Linked DNA regions of Gossypium hirsutum: region 2 is linked to region 1. Evidence: chromatin contacts called from public Hi-C data. All regions are on one chromosome and are shown on one strand. Each heading gives the region's core, a stretch centred on a gene start, on an enhancer-like site or on the middle of the called end of the contact. The rest is flanking DNA. Distances are from core to core; before and after follow the strand shown. Region 1 holds the start of LOC107894479 (aspartic proteinase nepenthesin-1). Region 2 overlaps LOC121212495 (a long non-coding RNA gene).

The links. Hi-C and Micro-C count contacts between places; a contact is called where the count stands out from the background.
Region 2: a contact with region 1 is called in a Hi-C map of leaf, with 2.3 times the contacts expected there. The contact joins the enhancer-like site here to the promoter of LOC107894479 in region 1.

The regions. Positions count from the first base shown.
Region 1 is chrA13:95,040,180-95,046,376 of Gossypium_hirsutum_v2.1, forward strand. It overlaps LOC107894479 (aspartic proteinase nepenthesin-1), which reads right to left and starts at 4,003. Exons shown (of 1, transcript XM_016819751.1): 1 at 2,618-4,003. The coding sequence starts at 4,003. The coding sequence ends at 2,618.
Region 2 is chrA13:95,173,504-95,180,221 of Gossypium_hirsutum_v2.1, forward strand. It overlaps LOC121212495 (a long non-coding RNA gene), which reads right to left. Exons shown (of 4, transcript XR_005907743.1): 4 at 1-607. LOC107893519 (ATP synthase subunit d, mitochondrial-like) reads left to right here and starts at 641. Exons shown (of 3, transcript XM_016818542.2): 1 at 641-1,052; 2 at 1,139-1,225; 3 at 1,309-1,578. The coding sequence starts at 915. The coding sequence ends at 1,410. Within about 2 kb of position 4,563, at least 8 of the 9 cell types and tissues checked have an H3K27ac peak or open chromatin away from gene starts, as enhancers often do. A contact at or near this core is called in leaf, where this site is marked.

The DNA of each region.
Region 1 (6,197 bases), core at 2,753-5,252:
CAGGCGTATGGCCAGCCCGCGTGGCTCACACAGGCGTGTGGCTAGCCCGTGTGGAAATGCCCAGCCGTGTGGATCCTGGAAACAACTCTATTCGTCTGATTTTGTCTTGTTTTTTTCTCCTTTTGCTCCCAAATGCTCTTCTAAGTATAGAAACATGAATTTAAAGGGTTAGGAGCATTACTCATGCTAATTTTTCTTAAACCTGGAAATCTATCTCTGAAGTTTGGGATAAAGTTCATAATAGCATATGTTGGAGCCTTGGCAATGGTAAGAACATCAAATTCTAGATTGATAATTGGATCCCGAAATTAGGTCCCCTTCGAAATCATTATTAGTTTCCTTCTGAAATTAATGAAAACAATGCGATGGCATCTATGCTTGATGATACTGGTAATCGGGGTTGGTAAAACTTTACTTTCCAATTAAGCCATTTAGTGGTCCTCACTATTGCGAGAATTAATCGTCCTAATGATTAAGCAAGTTGTGATTTTTGTTGGAGGAGATGGAGTAGCAATAATAATTGCACCATTGCTTCTTCCTATAAAAACCTCGCTAAATCGAATTGGGATTAAGATAGCAAGGTTTGGAATTTTTTATTTTTTTTGGAGATTTATGGGGCCTCAACAAATAAGGCAATTTCTTTGGCTGCCTTTCAAAAGGAAGTCTTTTGACTCACTCTATGTTGAAAAAGTCTTGTTAAAAAACAATATTTTTAGGCACAATCAAAATTTATAATTTTCTTAAAACCAAGCTTTGTAATATTTATATCTATAAACTTTTTTATTGAAATTATATCGATGTTTAGTAAGAAAATGGTCTGGTCATTTCCCAACTTTCAACTGGTCGATTTTATTCGTTATCCTCGAATCCCAAATTTCTTTGAGTGGGGATTCAAACAAATTGAACCAAGTGCACAAAATATTTTTTTCTTAACTTTCAACGGAAAAGTTAATTCTCTCTATAAACTGAAAATGGTCTAGGTCATTTCCCAACTTTCAACTGGTCGATCTTACTCGTTATCCTCAAATCCCAAATTTTTTTGAGTGGGGATTCAAACAAATTGAAACAAGTGCACAAAATATTTTTTTTTCTTAATTTTCAATGAGAAAGTTAATTCTCCCTATAAATTGAAAACTATGAGTATTTTTTTCCAAAAAATAAAATTTATCCTTAAAAATTAATTTCCATTATATTTCGACATAATATCAGTACTACATAACGTGTGTAATGAATGTATTTTTTCGTTAAATATAAAAGATCATTTAGAAATTAATTTAATTTTTTGAATTATTATTTAATTAATTATAATTAAATAATTGAGTTTAAAGTGAGAATTAAATTAATAAGTATCAATAAATTTATTGAATAAGACAATTAAATTAATTTCCTTTTGAATTCTAATACAGTAAATTATGACTTTAACCAAATTGGATATGGATTGAGAAAATAATTTAATTGAGAAATTAATATAATTAATTAATATTTTGAAAAATAAAAAAATAATTATTGGGTTAGATAAATTATAAGTGTTGGATAAAAGTCCAAATAACACATATAGTTATACTAAATACATGAAAGACTCAAATTACGCCTAGTTGATTGATAGATGAGACAAACCCTAGTATTTACAAGGGAGTGTTGCAGCTCCTCCTAGATTCTACTTAGAGTAAAATTTCTATTTTCTATGAATTATTATTATTTAATTAGACCTTATTCGAACAGAAATCTTGTATTGGTTCTATATAAATTTATATTTAACGAAAAAATACATTCATTACATGTGGTGATACATCTGATTTCTTTCCATTACTTAAAAATTAAAAGAATTGAGTGAACCCCTTTATTAGATGGGTAGAAAAAAAATTAATATAGATGATTCGGTCAAGAATAATTCGCACTTGGCATCCATCAGGGGTTGCAAAGAAGCGACGGCAAGTGGATTATTGGATTCAGTGGTTAGATCAACATTAACTCAATTTTCTGTGCAAAATTAAGGGTTATGGTCGATAGTCTCACTGTTGCTTAGTAAGCTGGTTTCCGCGTGGTACAGCTGGATAGTGATTGTTTTACTGCCATAGACTTCATTATGGGCGACAACAATGGTCTTGAAGCTCGACGCATTTTGGTGCGTTGGAGATTGGCAAGTGAAGTTCAAGCACATTTTCTGAGACGCTAATAAGGTTGTGAATATCACATGATAAAAATGAGCACTACCTATGACTTCTACTTTTATAAATTTGGAAAATCACCTATAAAAATTCCTAAATAGTTTTAGAATGATTTTGAAAAGGCAGTGCATTTATATCCGATAAAATTGAAAATAATGATAGAGGTAAGAGATATATCTGTACCACAATCACCACCCACCTAAAAGGGTACTTGATAGTGGTGTGTGCAATTCTGTTTGTGATGTTTAAATTTTAGGCTCTCTCCATTTCAAGGAAAAGAAAAAGACTGACCTTGAACAAAACTTTAATACTCTTATTATAATTAATATGTAAAGGCTCAAGAATACATGTAAGAGAAACTATCATGAAATTGGCAGAAAGAAAATTTTGAATTTAGTGAAAACTTTCCGAATGATTAAAAATAAATAAACTTGTTTGTCTGGATTCAATCATGCAATATCATTCATACAATTTTCATCAGCAAATTCGAGTACACCCCTTCCCCCATCGTAAATGATACGTTTATTTTGTTGCTGCCATGCTCCAAGAACAGAAACCGAACTTCCTTTTAATATTCCTACGCAGAAAAAATTAGGGGCAATAACATGCATATATTGCCCATTGACGGTGTAAACAGATTCATCAAAATGGAACGTTAAAGTTGCAAATTCATCAAAATTTGGTGGACGCTCATAACATAGTTCAAATCCTTCTGGACTTGCCCCTGTTTGTTTAAGATATTTTGACCCATAGTAAGCAGCAAACCCCTTTAGTACTTCAGCATATGCATTCCCTGCCAGTGCATCAGCATCAATATGAGTGAACAAAGCTCCAGAGTCTATGAAGAAACCCCCCAACCCATTTGGCTTAATCTGAAAAATAGATGGTGGAAATCCTATACGATGACCTGCAACAGATATGTCTTTCAATCCCAAGTAGAAAAAATAAGATGTGGGAGAGGCTATCAACTGTGTTGATCCAACACTTTGTGGAGGCAGTTGTGGAATGTCTTCTCCAAACCTTAAAACCAAAGGACGAGGGGTTACATCATCAAAAGGGGCTAAACAGTACGAGAATCGATGTTGAATCAAAGCCGAAAACTGGGATGCCATTGAATCCGGTGAGAAGCTTAACCCGAAGATCCCTGAAATGTCAGTGTTCATAAAAGCAATATCCCGACTATCATACGAGCAGCCAAAGATGACGTTGAACGGGTGCGTACTATGTTGGTCGACAAAGAAATGAAATGCTTCCGTGGACGCAATGGCACTGGTAGAGGCTCCACCACTGTATTGAGCATTGTACACACAATAACGACCATGTTCACAATTGTAGAGTCTCCGGTCGCCGTTGCAAAAAGGATGGCTGCAAGGAAGTGTGGCATAACTGGTGGAAGCAGCGGGATTATAAATTGGAAGCTTTTGTGGGAAACAATTTGGGCAAGGCAGACATTGGGTCCAAATTAAACCACCTCCAGTGTCCATCAACAACTTCACTGGATGTCCTTGGCTTCCTATTGTAAACGCTACCGCATAGTAGAGAGCATCTCGGAGCATGGGTATCCGAATATTATCAGGAACTAGCTTTGCATCACCACTTGAAACTAGATTCAAATAATTAACCCTAGAATAGGAAATTTTGATCAATCTTTCTAGCCTTTCGGCTATAGTCAAGTTTTCAATAAGATATAATGGAGACTCTGGAGAATCATCTATGACAGCCCTTAGACTGAAACCAGTAGGTTTTGAAGTAACAAATGCAGAATGGTATAGAATTGACGTTACCAAGAGGCAAAACAGCAATTTAGAATTGATAAAACCAAGGGTTGAAGGCATTTTTGAAAAGAAAAAGTATGGCTACCATACGATTGTGCCATTGGTGTTTATATACAATACAATTATTGATTGATGATACTACTTGGTATAATGAAAAATTAAATGACAAGAACCTATCTATTGTATTAATGATATCATTTGTTACCAAAAATGCGGACCCAAATTTAGGGAAAAAAACTCTTAAAATTGAACATTCTGCCACAATTGTTAAGTTCATATATGGATAAGAATCCTCCATTTTCTTATATGTTTATTTACCAAAGAAAGAATGAATGATTCAAGTGAAGAACTTGGGCTGATGAGGGAGATGGGCCTTGATTCTATAAATGCGAATGAGGTGGTTGAAGCTGGGCTTAATGAAGAAACGAGGCCTCAAGGGTTGCTACAGGTTGAGAGTGAAAGGGTAAACGGTAAGGGAAGCGGGAGAAGAAAGAGTTGTGAAATTTCCAGTGTGCCTAAAACTCCGATTTTGTCAAGAAAGACCAAGTATATGTTAATAGAAATGTGAGGTATACTGATGACATTGAATACCAGTTTTTAACTTCACTAGAAAAGAAGAAGAAAGACTGAAAGAGGCCAAGAAGAAAAAATATAGTGGAAAAAAATATTCAAGCAAGGAGATTAATTACGGACAGAATGGTAAATATTCAAAAAAAAAATATTATATTTCATAATAAGGGTACTGTTTTTCAACACTTCATAATACATAACTTAGCAATAAACTAATTTCGTTTGATAATTTTTAATCACTCGTGTAAAAAAAAATTATACTTATTTGGAAGAAATTTTATTTTTTATCAAAATTTTACTTTTTTTTAAAATTTTTAATTTAAATTTTTACTACTTTATCTTTTATGTTAAGGGAAAAATATAAAATTGGTACCTAAACTTATCCACTTCTCCCAAATTAGTACTTTATGATTTTATTGTCATAGGTTGGTATCCAAACTTTTTTTCCGTCAACTAAATCGGTACTTTTTTATAACGTCGTTATGTTCAAGATAGATAACAGAATAATATTGTGACACATGACATTAATGACGTTATAATAATGTTGTAATCTAAATAATATATTTTAACAACTATTCTATTTTCTTTCCATTTTTTCCTTCTTTTTCTCAGTATTCCTTTATTCTCCCAGTTTCCTTTGTTCTTTTTTGCTCTACTAAACATGTTTGTTTTCAATGGTTGATTTCATTTCCTCTCCTTCACCATTTTCTATTGTTGTTGCTGCTTGTTCTTTGTTCGAAAAGTCGATTGCGTTAACAACTTCATGTTCGACGTTGACATCTTCTATCGAAGGAGTACTTAACAACGGTGTCGAAGACAGTTATTGTATTTGTCTCAAGCCTTACACTGTACAAGACCCTACCAATACATGAATCATTACTCTTTGGCTTCTCTTTTGATTCAATTGTTCATTAAGCTCAAATTAACGCTATCACACTAAACCCATTCCAAATCAGCTAAAATTAAAATCTCAAGAAAGAAAGAAAAATGAAAAAACAAAGCAAGGAGAAGAGAATTGGTGAAAAAGTGAATGGGTTGTTGAGAAATAGGCCTTTGTGGAAAGAAACAACGTGGTCATACTCGAAACAGAGGCAACCTTGGCAGTTACTGAAACGCTTGCAGACGATGTTACCGACAGCATCTTTGCACCATCGCTTGGGATGACGACCATGAGCAGTTTGTAAAAAAAATATTTAATATATTTTTATTAATTATAACATCATGATGTTATTAATACAACATGTGACAATATTATTTTGTCACATATCCTGAACTTAACGGTGTTACAAAAAAGTATTAATTTATTTGATAGAAAAAATTTCAGATACCAACTTGAAAAAATAAAAAATAAAAAATATCAATCTAAAAGAAATGGACAAATTTAGATACCAATTTTATATTTTTTCCCTTCAGGTAAACTATTTCAATACTTATAATTAAAACTTTTACTTATGTTAATACTTTAGGTAACCAAAACGATTAAGTATTATAGATTTGTAAATTAAAGAAGAATTGATTCCTCCAACTAAGGCACAACACATTTTTTAGTCCGAATCAAAATCTACTAGTCAATCCAATTGTTTTTGTTTTTATTTTTAACTTTTCTTTAGGCCTCAAAAAAATACATACATTTCTTCACTTTATTTATATAAGCTTAAGAGTTCAAACAATATAACATTAAGGG
Region 2 (6,718 bases), core at 3,313-5,812, 130 kb after region 1:
CACCCTTTATTAAATCATTTAATTTAGAAAATTGCACTTTGGAAATTTCTTTCCAAACCCATTGTAACCATCCATTGGCAACTTATATAAGAGCCAATGATGATTTATGATCAATAGATGACTCCATGTAATGGGAGAAGGCTTAGTTGTTGTCTGACTGCTGATTTTTTCAATTTAGACCAAAGCTAAAGTCTGATTTCCTTATTCTCTCTTTATGGATTTACAAAAATATATTGTCACTTGCTAATAGAATAATAGGATTTCTTTAAAATGCCTTCTTTGCAGCATTTGGCACAGAGGAATGCTTCTTTATTGAGCAAGCCTGCGGTGACACTTCTGGTGCTTGAAATTGTCAACTATCGTCTGCTTCCACCGTACAGGTGATCTTCTGCATGGTTCATTCAGCCAAGATACTCCTCTCCCTTCTGCTGGTCATAGCATGTGATAGTATTTAGAATGGAATTTGCAGTTTCAGATTGAGCTTTCTGATTCCTGAGGATTTCTGTGCCCTTTGCTTTATATTGCTATTGCTTTATATTTCTCTGATCATTTTCCAGCTCCAGATCTCCTTGATCTTTCCTAGATCAGTTCCATGCCCCATACTTCACTGAAAGTTCAATGGAAATCAATTGCCAATGAGGACATTGTTTAAATTGGCTGCTATTTTGTTTGCAAATACAATTCTTATTTATGTGCAATTCACTTGTTGAATGCTATTAGCATTTAACAATTTCAGATTAATGCCGTAGATGTTTCATTTCAATAATGCTATTATGTGATCAGATTCTTCTGGACACCAAAACTTGAGATACTCCTATACTTATGTTCAAAGTAGAATGAAGAAAATATAGACATCTAGCTACTCAATTCTCACTTGTCTGCAATTTCTAGCAGTCGAAGTAATCATATTTATCATGCTTGTTATAAGGTTTGGATGGAGTTTTGAGGGATTCACCGTTACAAATGTTATATACTCTTCCATTGCAGGTGTAGAGATCCCCAAGTTTGTTAACACCGTCACTCCTCAATACAAACCAAAATTTGATGAATTGGTGAGAATCAACAGGATAATTGACTCTCTTTTACCCTGTCTCCAAGTTTTTTCCTCGAATGATGTGCTATTTATTTGTGGTTATAGCTTGTAGAATTGAAAGAGGCAGAGGAGAAATCCTTGAAAGAGTCTGAGCGATTGGAGAAAGAAATTGCCGAGGTTCAAGAACTTAAGGTAATAAATAAAACAATGCCGGAATGTGTGTTGTTGTGTTCCAAATCACAATTGCTGAATTTTTTATCTTTTTTTATGAACAGCAAAAAATCAGCACCATGACCGCAGACGAGTACTTTGAGAAACATCCAGAGCTTAAAAAGAAATTCGATGATGAGATCCGGAATGACTACTGGGGCTATTGACATCTTTGTGAATTTAATGGCCAAGCTTTTGGTCTCGACTAGAATTTCTAAACCGTTTCTGTTGTTTTAATCCCTTTTTCTCTTGTGCGGTGATCTGGGTTGGAAAGATTAGGCTGTAATGATAAGAAAATAATTGTGTGAGAAAAATTTATCCAATCATTTGAGAAACAAGGTGGATCTTGTAAGACATGCATTCTATTTAGCAGGCATCCGCAGTCATACTTTTATGGCAAAATTTTTACTGTTTGCCCTCTTCATTCCATTCTGTTTTATGTTTATTATTTGAATATTATCTAGATACAATTGAATTTGGACACCTATTTATCTTGATCCATTCTATATGTATTTTTTAATAAGTGGCTATTTATATTATTAGTATTTTGAAATTTTAAATTTTATAAATTAATATAAAAAAGGTTTTTACATCAAGAATGAATTTATTGATTCAAGTGCATCTAGACAATCATTTATCCAAATTCATCGGGACGTGCTTTTTAGTTCTTTTTAATATTAATTATTTTAAATTGTATAAATTCATATAAGAAATTTTATTATCAAGAATTTTATGAAATTATATATTATTATTAAATTATATGTAATAATAATTATTTTAAATTATACAAATTCATGTAAGATAATTTATTAGTTATAATTATTTTAAATTTTATTAAATCATATATTTTAATTAAAATATATTTAATATTAATTATTTCAAATTATCTTTTATGGTATCATATATTATGATTTGAGTAAATTCATATAAGAATATTAATTATTAAGAATTTTATTAAATTATATATTTTAATTATAATATATTTAATAATAATTATGTTTAAATATGATTAAAATATTTATTATTGATAATAATAATCTTATTAAAATTTAAATAATAATAACAATAATCATTTACCAAAACAAATTTATGCTAAGGGTATTCTAGTCATTTTAGTTTTTTCCACTATGCTATTACACCTCTATTCCATTACATTCAACCAAACAGTTGATTTGCTATTACACCTCTAATCCAATACACTTCTAATCCAATACACCTCTAATCCAATACAGCGAACCAAACGCACCCTTAGGGTTTGGATTTACCTTGTGAAAGCTTTTGGGTTCATCATTTGATAGAAGCCACTAATTCCAATTTTAAGGAATCCTTTGACTGACCCAAATTATTACCGTTCTGCACCCTCTAGTATGGTCACTTGTTTCCTTATTTTAGTTTCCAGTTTCCAAGCTCAATTTTTGTAAATTTCATTACTGTTCTTAAATTCTCTATCAATTTTGCAAAGTATTTTCTTTAAAGTTAGACGTACATTTCAGATTATTTTTAATATAAAATGATATTTTATACAACATTAAAAGGTTCTTTTTAATAACTCATATAATCAATTAAATTATAAATTTTAGTTAATATATTAAGAAAGCCATTAAAGCAACATTAAAATTAAAGATATAATGATTTATTTAGCCTTTTAACTTTATAAAAAATAATTTTAGCCCTCCATTTAATTTTTGTCTATTTTACCTCTTAAACTTGTGGTTTTTTTTTTCAAATCACCTTACAATGAGGGAAAATGTTAATATTTTTAACTTTGCTGACACGACATACACGTGAATTGCCACATGAATGACACATTATATTTAATTAATTTTTTAAAATTTTAAAAATTCAAAAAATTCAAAAAATATTTTTAAAAATTAAAAATCATTAAAATTATTTAAAATATAAAATTATAAAAAATATTTTTTAACATTTTTAAATTTTTAAAAAAGTAATTAAATATCTGTATGTCATTCACATGACAATTCATGTGTATGCCACATCAGCATAATTAATAAATGTTAATTTTTTCATCCATTTTGGAATAATTTTAAAAAACTCATTCAAAAATTAAATTGATAACTAGAATAAATTTTTATTTTTAAAATTGGAGGCTCAAAAAAAATATTATGGAAAGTTTACATTACACAAAAAGTTTGCCGCTTTGGCACGTCTTTGTCTGTCGTTTTATGACACGATTTATTCTTGTTCCTTGTTTCTCTACTGTCTTATTTTCCTCTGGATTTTTGAGTCTTTCAGTGTTCTAACGACTTGCTTTTCAGTTCGGTGGGGATGGTTTTTTAGTTAATAACAGGAATGGATTGGGGAATAGCCGATCTAAATCTGAATGATGGTGAAGATGAGGCGTTTTCTTTACCAGTTGATTCTAAAGAACAAAATGTGATGTATGATTTCTATTTGATGGGGTGTTATCTTACTGCTAGTGTGGTGCATTTTCCTGCAATGAGAAATACTATGGCTAATATTTGGCATCCTTTGAAGGGTGTGCAAATTTCTGATCTGGGGGAGAAACGCTTTCTTTTTAATTTTTTTAATGAGGTGGATATTTCTCGGGTTATTTCAGGCGCTCCATGGACTTTTAATAATCACCTTCTGGTTTTCCATCGTCTCGTGGAGTGTGAAGATCCTATGGCATTCCTGTTGGTATTTGCAGACTGGTGGATTCAGGTTCAAGATCTGCCTCCAAGTTTCTTCAGGGATTCTATGGCAGTTCAGTTTGGAAATTTTATTGGAAAATTTCTAGAATACGACATGAAGCAGTTGTCCAATGGGTATATGAATTATATGCGGATTCGAGTCCAGCTTAATGTTCGAAAATCTTTACCAAGACAAAAGAAAATTAAGATTTCGGAGTCCAAGTTCACTTATGCAAAGTTTAAGTATGAAAAGTTAACTCTATTCCATTTTTTATATGGATGTCTTGGTCATGGAGATAATTTCTGTCCGATGAGGTTACAATATGGAATGCAGGAATTAGAGATGGGCTAGGACCTGTCACTGAGAACTCAAGGGAGAAAGGCCTCCATTGTCAACAGCATCTGGTTGAGGGGAGAAGGAGAAAACAGTTTTTTTGGAAAGTCTAGATTTGGGCAATTTTCTAGCCAACAATCAAGCAAAAATAAAGGGAGAGAATCAGGAGGAAATTTTAATTTCCCTCTTGGAATTAATTTGGAAGGTACCAAATTTCCTGTCGTGTTGAATGAGTACCAACAAGGAAATAATTTTCACCATAATGAAGATAAGGATTTGGAACGTGGAAAAAGTCAAATATCTGGCCTGCGCTTTATGAGGATGCCCAAAGGGCAACTTTAGGTGGGCTGGGCCATTTGTAGGGGGTAGGGGTGGCAATTATGGATTGTGAGCTAGAGGATGAAACTTTTATTAATGAGGAAGGAAAAAAAAGGCAGAGATTTAACGTTTTGATCTTTAATATTTCTAACACTCAAGATTCATTGGAGGTTACAGGGGAGAATTCTTCTCATTCTAAATAGATATCGTCGGCTGTCATTGGGCATACCAATCGAAGGCAATAAAAATTATGTGCTGGAATATTTGAGGATTGGGGAGTCCGCGAGCAGTTAGAAAACTTCAGAGTATGCTGAAGTTTTATCATCCCCAAATTATCTTCTTTATGGAGACTAAATTGAGTGCTACAAAGATGGAGGTTGTTAGAAGGTGTGGATTCTTTAATGGTGTAGACGGCAAAAGGTTTTAGAGGAAGCTTACGCCTTGGATGGAATGGGAATAACTTAGTTAATTTGCAGAGTTTCTTAAAGAATCATATTGATGGTGAGATTCAAGAAGAAGAAAATTCTCGATGGCGATTCATTGGATTTACGGGGCTCTAGAGGTTAGGAATAAATCGGAGACATGGGAGTTACTTCAAAGATTAGGGAGGAATACCTTATTGCCATGGTTGGTTGGGGGGACTTCAATGATATTCTTTTCACTCACGAAAAATTAAGGAGGTTTGCTAATGGAGGAGGCTCGAATGGAGGTCTTTCGTATAACATTGGAAGATTGTTGACTGAAGGATATAGGTTTTTCGGGAGCTTGGTTCACATGGTTCACATGGCAAAGAGGTAGAACTGTAGAACGGATATTAGAGAAAGAATTGATAGAGGAGTTGCCAATGATGATTGGCTTCAACAATTCCCAAAGTACACCTTGAGGTATTTTCCACATTCTTTCTCAGATCATTGTCCTTTGTTCATTGAAACAGAGGATGTCAGGATGGGTGGACAATCCGATAGATTTCGTTTTGAAGTCTGGTGGGTTTTGGAAGAGTAGTGTTAAGAGGAGGTAAGAAAGTTATGGGAGGGTAGTTTTGGTTCTTTTTTATCTTGAATGGTAACCATGGTAACTAATTTGCAAGTTTGGTGGAACAAAATTAAGAACAAAAGAGGGAGGGAAGTGAAACGGTTGACTAGGAGATTGGAGAAACTAAACTGTGAGGAGATTTCAGAAGAGAACTTGGGAGAAATAGTCGAGGTCAAACTTCATTTGAATATGGAGATGGACAAGGAGGAAAAATATTGGGAGCAACGTGTAAGAGCAAATTGGTTAAAAATGGGCAACAAGAACACTTTATTTTTTCATAAATTTGCTTCCCAAAGAAAACATGTCAATCGAATCAAGGGTTTGCAAAGAAGGGATGGATATCTTATTACAGATGATAAGGAGGCGGAGAGTATTGCTCATGAGTATTTTTCGAATCTTTTTGCATCTAGAGGTGTTGGGGATTTGAAACATATTCTTTCTGGGGTACATTCATGTGTGTTGGATCAAATGAACCAAAGCTTGACGGCCACTTAAAAGGAGGAAATAATTGAGGCTTTGAAAAGCATGGGGCCTACAAAAGCCTTGGGTGCTGATGGTTTTCCGGTAATTTTCCACCAGAAGTGCTAACACATTATTGGTAAGGATGTTTGCATTTTTTGTTTAGATATTCTGAATAACATCAAATCTTTGGAGGATATAAACAAAACCCAATTAGTGTTGACTCCCAAGACTGCTAATCCTAGCAATCTAAAGAATTTTCGCCCCATTAGTCTATGTACAATTATTTATAAGATTATTGCAAAAACTATTGCTAATCGGCTTCAAAAGGCTTTACATGAGTGCATTGACAACTCACAGAGTGCTTTCATACCTAGTAGACTCATAACTGGCAATGTGCTTCTGGCATATGAGGTGCTTCATTCTTTTAAGAATAAAAGATATGGGAAAAATGGTTTCATAGCTTTAAAACTTGATATGAGTAAGGCCTATGATAGAGTGGAGTAGCCATTCATTAAAAGAATGGTGTCAAAAATAGGTTTTAACAAACGATTTATTGATTTTATTATCCGTTGAGTTAATTCTATCTAGTATTCCATTTTGATTAACGGGGAAGAAGGATCAAGTTTCAAGCCTTCTAGGGGTTTGCATCAAGGGGATCCCTCAAGTCCTTATCTGTTC